Regions from separate parts of the Cricetulus griseus genome. Here region 1 is linked to region 2. A link is a contact called in public Hi-C data. All regions are on one chromosome and are shown on one strand. The core of a region is the stretch at or near the end of the contact, and the rest is flanking DNA. Distances in the headings are between cores, read along the strand shown. Region 1 overlaps Oxct1 (succinyl-CoA:3-ketoacid coenzyme A transferase 1, mitochondrial). Region 2 holds the start of Fbxo4 (F-box only protein 4).

Evidence for each region. Hi-C and Micro-C count contacts between places; a contact is called where the count stands out from the background.
Region 1: a Hi-C map of liver shows a contact between it and region 2, with 3 times the contacts expected there. The contact joins the enhancer-like site here to the promoter of Fbxo4 in region 2. A contact is called at or near these places in 3 of 8 Hi-C or Micro-C datasets (the CHK-Q cell line, the CHO-K1 cell line and liver).

The regions. Positions count from the first base shown.
Region 1 is chr2:338,250,580-338,255,587 of CriGri-PICRH-1.0, reverse strand. All of the region lies in intron 3 of Oxct1 (succinyl-CoA:3-ketoacid coenzyme A transferase 1, mitochondrial), which reads right to left. Among named protein-coding and RNA genes, the nearest start is that of Oxct1, 15 kb to the right of the region's middle. Within about 2 kb of position 1,262, at least 1 of the 6 cell types and tissues checked has open chromatin away from gene starts, as enhancers often do.
Region 2 is chr2:338,186,796-338,192,617 of CriGri-PICRH-1.0, reverse strand. Fbxo4 (F-box only protein 4) reads left to right here and starts at 3,284. Exons shown (of 7, transcript XM_035440589.1): 1 at 3,284-3,551; 2 at 4,583-4,764. The coding sequence starts at 3,369.

The sequences.
Region 1 (5,008 bases), core at 13-2,512, 65 kb before region 2:
ACCATATCCCTCAAAGTGTGTAGATAACAAGAAACTGTTAATCATTCAGTAACCTTTGCTTCCTATCCGCCAGAGGCATACAAATATGTATATTGTTTGTATTTAGTATCTGTGGTGGTTTGAAGGAAAATGGCCCCTAAAGGGAGTGGCACTACTAGGAAGTGTGGTCTTGTTAAAGTGGGTGTGGCCTTGTTGGAGAAGTGTGTCACTTTGGGGACAGGCTTTGAGGTCTCTTTTGCTCAAGCTTTGCTCAGTGTGACACTCAGTCTACTTCCTGTTGCCTACAAGATGTAGGACCAGGACCAGCATGTATGTTTCCATGTCCCATCTTGATGATAATGGACTAAGCCTCTGAAACTGGAAGCTGTCACCTCAATTCCATGTTTTCCTTTAGAAGAGTTGCCATGGTCATGATGGCTCTTCAGAGCAATAGAAACCCTAACTGAGTATCTTTTTTCCAAAAGAACATTAAAGGCTAAGTAGCATGTACTTTTTCCACCTGGTCAGTTTCCATTAATGGGCTCCAATGAAGTCTGTGAGTGAAATCACACACAAGGTTAACTTCACCTAGCTTAGGACACAGAGGGAAGTTTGCAGGTCTTTGGCTTCTCATCTATCCAGTCTTCAGCTAAGTATGAAACACAATAAGTGAACCACTGCCCAGAATGAATCCTGCTTTGAAAACTACTTCAAAGTTAAAGTAGTTAATAATATACTTTTCCACTAGAGGTCTCCATATAACTAAAGATGCTGTCTTTCTAGTGAGAAAGGCTTTCTAGTCTTGCTTCCCTCCTGTTTTCCTTCTCCTCCCTCATCCCTCCTCCTTCCTCCCTCCATCTTCCTCCCTCCTCCTCTTCTTCCTCCTCCTCTTTTCCCCAGACCCTTCCTCATTTGTTTGTTTCTAGCCTGCCCCTAAGGCCCAGGCCCCACTTCAGGTTAGCAATTCTCTTCCAAATTTAGCTTCTCTTTCAGCCTATCCAGGCATGCCTAAGAGCAGTTCTCTCCTTAGAAATGAGCAGGACAAAATTAGAGAAGTGGTCTTTCACTCTCCCGACCAAGCCTATCAGGACATCCTGACTCCAAAACTGTTCAATGATCAAACCATCCCTCACCCTCATTTCCTGGGCACCAGAGGGCCCTCGTCTGCCTCTGCTTCTGTCCCTACAACACACCTCGAACACGGCAGCCAAGTAACACCTTATAAAACACAGAACTGAGAGAACAGGGCTCTGCTATGCTCAAAACCTTGCAAGGCATTATTTATTCATAACAAAGCAAAGAGCTCTAGAGCAGCCCACAAGGCCCACTCTTTGCATGGCCTCATTCCTTCTAGGCTCTCTGCCCACTTCTCTACCTCCTTATTGCCCTCTTGGCTCCCCTAGCCATGCCAGGAATGTTTCCCTAAGGGCCTTTGCACTGGCTTTCCACTGTCTCTGAAACTCCCTCCATAGAGCTCCTCCCTCAGCCCACTTCCTTCATGTGGGTTCAGATGCTACCTACCTTCATGCCACTCTGACCACTGCACTGATGACTGACAGCTGCCTCTCTACTGGGAGTGTACCAATCTTCTTGCTCGATCTTTTTCTTTTTTCCAGGTTACATAATGTTCTAATGTGTTAGAAAATGTGCCCATTTTTTATGCTGACTACCTATTATCTGTCTTTCCCAAACAGAAGAAAGTCTGTGACAAGGGCCCTGCTGTTGGTTTTGGTGGAGGTGGTGTGGTGTGATGGTGGTGGTGGTGGAGTGATGGGGTGGTGGGGTGGTAGTGGTGATGGAGTGGTGGTATGGCGGTGTGGTGGTATGGTGGTGTGGTGTGATGGTGGTGGTTTTTTGGTTTTTGTTCTTTTCTTTCCCTTCTGCATCCCAAGCACCTGTCAGCTATACAGCACATAAAGAGGACTGCAGAAATACTTGGGGAGCACTTGTTAAAAGAATTTATTGCTGCATTCCATTTGCCCCTCCCAGCCAGAGCTTCTCTAACAGGAATGAACTATTCTAGGTTCATTTCTACAGCTGTGATTAAATAGCCAGACAAAAAGCAACATAGAGGGGAAAGTGTTCATTTATTTAGCTTGTAATTCCAGGTTATGGTCCATTACCACAGGAAAGACCAAACAGGAAATTGAAGCCTCATATCCACACATCCACAGCCAAGAACAGGAGTAAACGAAGGATCCTTGCTTGCTCTCAGCTAGCTTTCTTCTCTCCTCTTATATGCTTTATGACCCCTGACTATGAAATGGCACCACCACCATGGGGTGTGTCTTCACCCAATCAAAACAATCCCTCAAAAATATGCCCACAGTCCAAACTGATCTAGATAATTCCTCACTAAGAGTCTCTCCCTAGGCTGGGCAGTGGTGGCACATGCCTTTAATCCCAACACTCAGGAGGCAAAGGCGGGTGGATCTCTGAGTTTGAGGCCACCTGAATTCCAGGACAGCCAGGACTATACAGAGAATCCCTGTCTGGGGGAGGGGGCTGTGGAGGGGATGATTCTCTCCCCCTTGTAATTCTAGGTGGTGATGAGTTGACAGTGACAGTCAAAGCTGACCAGCACAATCACTTGTCCCTGACAATCCACAGTTAGCTTCCAGTCTGTTTGGTATCCAGCCTATGCCTTGAACCAGGAGCTCCCCTGCATTGACTTCTGCTAGGGCTGGGCCAAGGGGCATGCACTATCAGGGGTGAGGTCCAGAGTACAGTGATGTCAGGATCTGTAGTCCTCAGGCTGTCTTCCCTTCTATTTACAAAACTCCTAAACACTGGTTCTCTTAAGGGCTCCTATGTGAGGGCTGATGGCAACAGTACCTCTCTGCTTTCCCTCCAGGGTTACTTAAAGGTCATGTTGTTTTTCTTTAGCTATAATCAGTCCTTTTAAAGGAGTCCCTTTGGTAAGGTCCTCAATTACCAGTGATAATATCCAGAGCTATGACTAATAAAATCATCATCATAAAACAACCCATAAAGGTGGATACAGGCCATTTGTTTTCTGTAGTTTTAAATATCTGAAGCTACCTCCAAGCCTACAGAGTCCATTCCAAAAAAAAAAAAGAACATAGTTAGTCATTCATTGACTTGGAAATTTTTCTGACCACTCTTTCATACCTCTTTGTTTATTTTTGCAACACATTACACATTTTAACCTGGCTCTATTTAAGGATGACCTTCTGTATTTGTTGATCTTGGCTCTGGGGCTGACTATGTATTTGCCCTTTGTTTTAGTTGTCTCCTGGCATAGCAACCAGGCAATGCCTAAGACTCTGGAAAATTGGGCCAGAAAAAGAGTTAGTGTTGGCCTTGAAAAATCTGCTAGATAGATAGCTTATCATGAGAATGTGTATTTCTATGGTGTCTCTAATTCACAAACTCATCAAATAAGTTTGTTTGATATAATAGTATCATCACTGATGATTAAAAAATGAGTAAACTACATCCCTAAAATCTAAGCGCTCACGATATAAAGACTGAAGATGTGTGCCCGTTGGCAAATGGGAAACACAGCATTTCTAACAGAAATCCTGTATGAAAAGCCTTTGTGTGCCTTAATACTGAAGGTGATGCTGATAGACTCTCCAACAGGTGGCACTGCTTGCCATCAGGAGCCAACATTCTCTATTTCTAGAATTTCTAAAGAAAAAAAAAAACTGAATTTTATAGGACTTCAGACATTTTAGGAGTTTAAAAAAACTCTAAAAGCCACAACTCTATAGAGTGTTAATGTAAACCAAAATGGATATTGCACGAAATATATCCATCTTCTGAAAATAGTTCATTTCTGAATCTGAAATTTAAATTCTTGAAGGCAGGAAGTGGTGGCGCATGCCTTTCTTCCCAGCACACGAGAGGCACAGGCAGGTGAATCTCTTGAGTTCAACAACAGCCTGGTTTATAGAGCAAGTTCTAGGACAGCCAGGACTACACGGAGGAACCTTGTGTATTTTTGGTTGTGAGCCTAGGCTTTAACAACTGAGCCATCTCTCCCCCTTACCAGCTGCAGCACTCAGGAAAGTGAGCCCTGCACCTCACCTGAGCAGCACAGCAGAACTGACCCTATTGACAGGGGTACGGCTGTGAGCATGAAATATCTGGACCATCCCTCATCTTCGATATAGTGGTGTGGATGAGGTAGAGATGCCCTCCACCTCTCACAGGCAGTGAGGGGTAGAGGAGCTGACCCTGAGGTCACAAGAGCAGGAGAGCTGTCCCTGCCCCTCTCTAGCTGCAGCACCTTGCCTGGGCAACTGGCCTTGATGATTCAGGTTTAGGAGTGCCAACCCTGAGGGTGTGAAAGCAGGAGAATTGGCCCCACTATTAGTATTCAGGCCTCTGTAATGGCCTGTCCTTGGGGATCTGACAGGATACACCCTCAGCTGCAGCCACTAAGAACACCACCTGTGCATATTCACTATGTTCCCTTATAAAAGGGCCCACCTCCTCTCTCTCTCTCTCTCTCTCTCTCTCTCTCTCTCTCTCTCTCTCTCTCTCTCTCTGTGTGTGTGTGTGTGTCTCCCTCCCTCCCCCTCTCTCTCTCTCCCTCCCTGCTTCTCTTTGTGTGTCTGTTTCTCTCTCCCCCCTCTCTTTCTCTCTCTGCCATTCTCTTTTCTTCTGCCACTCCTGTCCCCAGAGGCTGGTCTCCCTTCTCCCCTTCCCTCTTTCCCCCAATAAAAAACCCCTCCACCCAAGCTTTGTCCTATGGCATCTTTCTCTTGAGCACCACTTTTTTTATTAGTTCTAATTAGGGAACAAGCTTGTTTCACATGTAAGTCCCTTCTCCCTCTCCCTCCCATCCCTCCTCCCCCACCCCAGCCTACCCCCCACCCCATCCACCCACCACTCCCCAGGCAGGGTAGGGCCCTCAACGGGGGCTCTGCAAAGTCCACCAAATCTTCCTGGAGCACCACTTTTTAAATTAACACAATTAACACCCACCCTTTGTTCATTGCTGCAAGGGGTGAAGGGGGGTGTGAATTGAAGGGCAATGCTGGAGAGCTCACTCTGGTGG
Region 2 (5,822 bases), core at 2,035-4,534:
AAACCTGCTCAAAAAGCAAAAACAAAAAAGACTGAAGAGACTGTCTCGGTGTTTATAGGCTTTCTGACTCCTGTGCATTGTTTGATGTTAAGGCACATACCATGACATTCCCTTGTTTTGCATATAGTAGAGTCGGATCAGAGTTATGACTAAAAGCACACCACCAAGTTACATTCCTAGCTTTACAGTCTTGTGGTCAGTGCTCTGATATTCGTTAAAGTGTGAGAGCTGTATCTGAAGGTGTTCTCAGAGTTAGCTTCATGACACTTTGAAAACCCATACTAACATGGTCTACTTTTAGATTGCTTGTTTCCTTGGTTCATCTTCTAGGGCCCCTTTTGTAACTCCATGAGGATATCCCATCTGCCACAGAATCCAGGATCCCATAGTTCTCTAGTATTACTTACCCTGAGTTCTTTTACTATAAAAAAATACATTATGGAAGTATTAACATGAGCTTAATATAGCTGGAATTGAAGTATTCACTATGTACTTATGCTGGTGTTTAGTAGTTCTGTTTTTGCAACTTTTAGTGACATTTTTCAACTACAGTGTTTTGGAACATATGATTAATAAAATAAAATCACTTTCCCCTACTTGTTTCTTGTTTTCTTTAATATTTTATTTTTGCATCAGAATAAAAAGATTTCCTCTCAGTTTGCTATCTTAATTTCTGAATGCTTTTTTTTTTTTTTTTTCCTTTCTGGTCTTAATAACTTGAAGACAGGTTAGCATAATGATTTAGATTGTGAGTTCTGGAGCTAGAAGGCCTGAATTAAATCACAACCCTGCCATTTCCTTGTGACTCTATATAAATTATTGAATCTTTCTGACTTTCAATATTCTATTTAAGAATGTTTAAATGGTGTGTTTCTGTGCACATGACTCACGAAGGATAGAGGCTTCTGATCCTGTGGAGCTGGAGTTTCAGGGGGTTTGAAGTCACCTGATGTGGTTTTGGGACTCCAACTCCCACCTTCTGCAAGAGTGGGAGGAGCTAGTAACCATTGATCCATCTCTCTACCCCCTCAATCTTATTTTTAATAAATATTTCCATAATGAAGCTGACTTCTTCATTCAATAAACAATTCTCATTTCCTTGTAATATAAGAGGCAGCGGCATTTCATTTCTTCATAACTGATACTTTCTTGTGCTTATTTTCTTTCCCTGAAAATAAAACACAACTTAGGGGTAAGAAATGACATATAAGAACTTAATTCTTGAGACTTTACCCCTTTTCCTGTTTACCTGAGCCCGTTGTTGGCCTATTCACTACTAGCAATGGCATATGGAATAATAATCATTGTAAAATTAGATTCCCATGGAGCCTCAGTTGCCCCAGCATCAAGCTTTGTTGAATTTCTGTTCCTTGTCATTTAGATCTTTTGGTATTCCCTTTTGAATGAAGGGTTCTATTGAAAAGTATTTAGGGTTTACTACTGAGCAGTAAGTACTGTTACATGCTGGCATATATTGTTAAGTATCTATTATTTTAATGTTTATATACTAGCAACTATTTCCTGTAGCCTCGTGTGTTCTTTAAAGATTTAATATTTATAAGGATGTGGATGGACCTTGCCTTCTACTTTGAAGATTATAAAATGGGATTAATTTTTAAACATCCTATGGATTAGATGCAGGAAAACATTTTGACAATAGAAGTTAAACTAATTGTATGTACAAGATCATAAATTTTAAATGTTTTTCACTAAAAAAGAATATAGCTCTGTGTCTTGGAATGGTAAGCAGTTATAGGTTGACAATGACTTTAAATTATGTGGGATCCACCTCTCATGCTTGCTCTCAAGAGCAGGATTTTACACCTTTAGGTTATTTTGATTGGAAAGTTAAAAGTTATTTGTCTTACTGCAGTGTAACATGTTTTGGTCCTTACTAAATATTCTTAAAAGATTTTAAATAATTAAAATGAGAATATTAAGTCAAAGTATCCCCTGAGACAAGTCTAGATTTGAAATGGACTTTGGGATTAGATGGAGATAATCTACTTGAAAATGCTTGACACATGCTACCAAACAGGTATTTGCGTCTTTCCTAAAGAAACTATATCCAGTGCTATATAATACTGTTTTGTTTTGTAGTCTACCTCTAGTTTCTTAAATTTCTTTTACTATCAAAGTGAGCAGAATAGTCATGGCTTTTTTGAAAGGTTAAAAATTCATTAGTTACTTTTAAGAATGCCACATTCTGTTTTCCTATCAAATTTTTTTCCATCCTGTTTTTTATGATAGATCATTGAACAATTTTTTAGTGTAGTTAAATTTTTGTAGTAGGCCTAAACTCACCATTTTGGTATAAAATACCCAATGATTGGGTGCTTTTTTGAGGCAAAATAGCAAAGGCCATAAATCAAAGACATTCACCACCTGCCCTGATGGAGGCATTATGTAGACAGCCTAGATCAAACTGGATGAATCTTCTCTGAGTTTTAAATGTTACATTATTTAAGTAAAGGGGGCTGGAGAGATGATGGTTCAGCAGTTAAGAGCATGCACTCTTCTTACAGAAGACCTGAGTGGGTGGAGCAACTTTGTGTAATTCCAGCCCTAGGCAATGTGTGCCCTGGCCTCTGCAGGAACCTGCATGTTCATGCAAATACCCACATATATATAGTTAAAATAAATCTTAGAACATTTATAAACACTGGGTGTTTGCTAAGCTTACTAACCACAAGTTTTACCTAATATTCCTGATGAAGTTAGACCAAATGCAGAGATTGAAGGTAAAGAGCTATTAAAAGGACAGTGCTTGAGTCAGTTTTGGCTCTTCATCTACAATACCTTCTCGTTCTCCAAAGCAGGATGTGCGAGTGAGCCAGTGCCACACATCCTGCAATATCTTTAACACAGATGTGGCTTCATGGAGAACTTGAGTTCCACGGATTCCTTAGTCTCCATAGGCTTAGTTTTTACTAAACTCCAAGAAAGCGGTAGATAGGTGACCCCAGAACACAGATGCACACACACACAGCAGGCTTACACCTAATTCTTAAGGGGAAGCAAGTGTAATTAGGACCAAGATCACAGAAAAGGGGGTTATTCAACAAGCCATCGCTCCTAGGTCCTTGAAGTGAACAGAGCCAGGGACAGAGAGGACAATAGTCTGGGGTAAGGGACACAGGGTGGGGGGCAGTCATTCCGGGGCCAGAGGGTTTCCGGCAGTGGTGAGTTTGCTGGCTGCGATGGCCAGCACCCGTGAGTGGGTGAGCGATGGTTGGCGCGAATCTCGGCCCGGAACCGCGCCCAGTAGGCCAGCCCGGCTCGGCCCAGCACGGCAGGCGGAGGCGGAGACGGAGGCCGAGCGGCCAGGAAGCCCGTGAGGCGGTCTGGGTCGCGCGGCGACAGCGGCCATGGCTGGAAGCGAGCCCGGAAGAGCCGGCTCCCCGCCGCCCGCCAGCGACTGGAGCCGCCTGGAGGCCGCCATCCTGAGCGGCTGGAGGACCTTCTGGCATTCGGTGGGCAAAGAGCGGGCGACGCGGACGGTCTCCCAGGAGGAGGCGGAGGAGGACACCAGCGCGCTGAGGCGGCTGCCGGTGAGCCAGCCCAGACCGCAGGCCGCGCAGAGGGGCCGCCCGGCTGCCACTTCCGGCTGTGTGCTCGCCCTGAGGGGCAGCAGCCACAGTCGCCTGGACGTTGACTCTTGGTGGCCTCCAGCCAGACAAGACACTAGTGACCACCGAGTTCTCCCACAGACTGCCAGTCGTCCAAATAGGATTATCCGGGAATCTGGTTAAGGAAATGGGCTAGATCGGGAAAGCATTCCATTGTCTCTGTTCTGCACATTTTATCTTCAGGCCCAGGCTCAGTATATTCCAGTTAGGAGGTTGCCTGGAGCAAGCAAGTTTGCTATATACTAAACAACAAAACTGCCATGTAATTGGAAATAAGCAAAGTTACCAGGGCCTCAAGTTAGAACAGGTCACAAAGAGAGTGCATGTTATTTAAAGTTTCAGAGAAAGATCAGAAAATGAAGAGATTACCCATTGTTGATTATTACATTTCTTTTATCTCAGCTGAATTATTGGTACGTCCCACTGATATTCATTCCTTAATGATCCCCCCACACACACACACGTTTCTTGCCTGTATCCCTTGAAACAGGTTAATAGACTAGAGAAATTCAGATGACAGATTCACACGCTTTCATTTGATCTAGTGATAAAATCAGAAAAATTTCCACTCGATGCACATTTATTTTGAGGAAGAAATTATTAATTATCTGCTATATCAAAATACCCAAGGGAAGAAAAATAAGGAAGTGGTTATTTTGCTTGAAAAATAGGAAGACGAAGCCTTGGGGCTTTGAAGAACGTTTCATATGTGGTAGGAATTAAAATGTTGAGTTTCTATTTTTCTCTGGATGAAAGAAAAATAAAATGGATTTAAATAGTAGAAAGAATGACCCATTCAGTTGGTCTTTAGTATAGCAATTCTTTGTTGATTATCTAAGTTGCCACAGTCTTCCAAGACAAATTGCTCACTTTTCTTATGTGTTACTTGCCTGTTTCAGATCGATGTACAGCTGTATATTTTGTCATTTCTTTCACCCCATGATCTGTGCCAGTTGGGAAGTACAAATCGTTACTGGAATGAAACCGTAAGAGACCCAATTCTCTGGAGATATTTTCTGCTGCGGGATCTCCCTTCTTGGTCTTCTGTTGATTGGAAGTCACTTCCGGATCTAGAGATCTTAAAAAAGCCCATATCTGAGGTCACCGACAGCACGCGTTTTGATTACATGGAGGTGTAAGTATTAATTTCTGTGAATTAACAAGAGATACTAAATTTTACACTAAATAGCCCACATTAGTTCTCACCCTGCTATTAATTTGTTGCACGGAATTTGTCTGAATGCCCCCTTGATACAATTATGGATTCAGCTAATTGACTTTTCTCATAAGACCCTTACAGCTTTAACCTTTTGCATTTTCCTGTGATGACTAACCAGTTTTCAATTAATTATTTGTGGTACATTTGGCAAGAAAGAAGACATTTCTTAAAATTCTCCCAATCTTTCTAATATTTTTTTGTTTTGTTTTGTTAAATTGTAAATGCCTTTTTGTAATCAGAGAAGGAATGTAGGGGATTAGAAAACAATTCCTTTTGGCAGGGGAGAAAATAATTTTTCAGACTTCAAGAAATAAGATCTTATTATTATACCTCAAAGCCTCAATGTTTCTTGAGTATTGTGTACATGAGAAAATCAAGTTTATTGAGCAAATGCTACATAATGGATTCTGTGGGGATCTGCTCCGTGTATGTTTACTCCTTCTATCCTTGTTCAAAGTAGAGATATTATCTTCATGTTAAGGATGTAGAGGTTGAGAACAGTTATGTTTTGTGTATGGCATAACATATAAGGGATTGTTCAATGTTATCATGTTCCCTCAGGATATGTCACTTTAGGTAAAGCCTGCTTTATTGTGAACCCCACATTTAAAGCATAATAAAAAAATTAAAAGAATCCTTGACCTTCTTCCCGATTGTTGTATGATGTTAGATTCAGTAGCTACCTGTAGGATTTTGCACCTACATTTCATTTGTTACTCAGCCTTTCTAATTCAGATGCTATTATGTCAGGTAATATGGGATGACAAGATCAAAATGTACCATGACCTTTATGATAATCTCAAATGACATATTTTTTAATTACTCTTATTTATTGTGTGTGTGTCGGGGGGTGGACACACACATGCCATGGTATATATGGAGGTCAGAGGACATCCTTTTGAAGTCCATTCTCTCTTTCCATCATATGGGTCCCTGGGATCAAACTCAGCTCCTCAGGCTTGGCCACATTGACC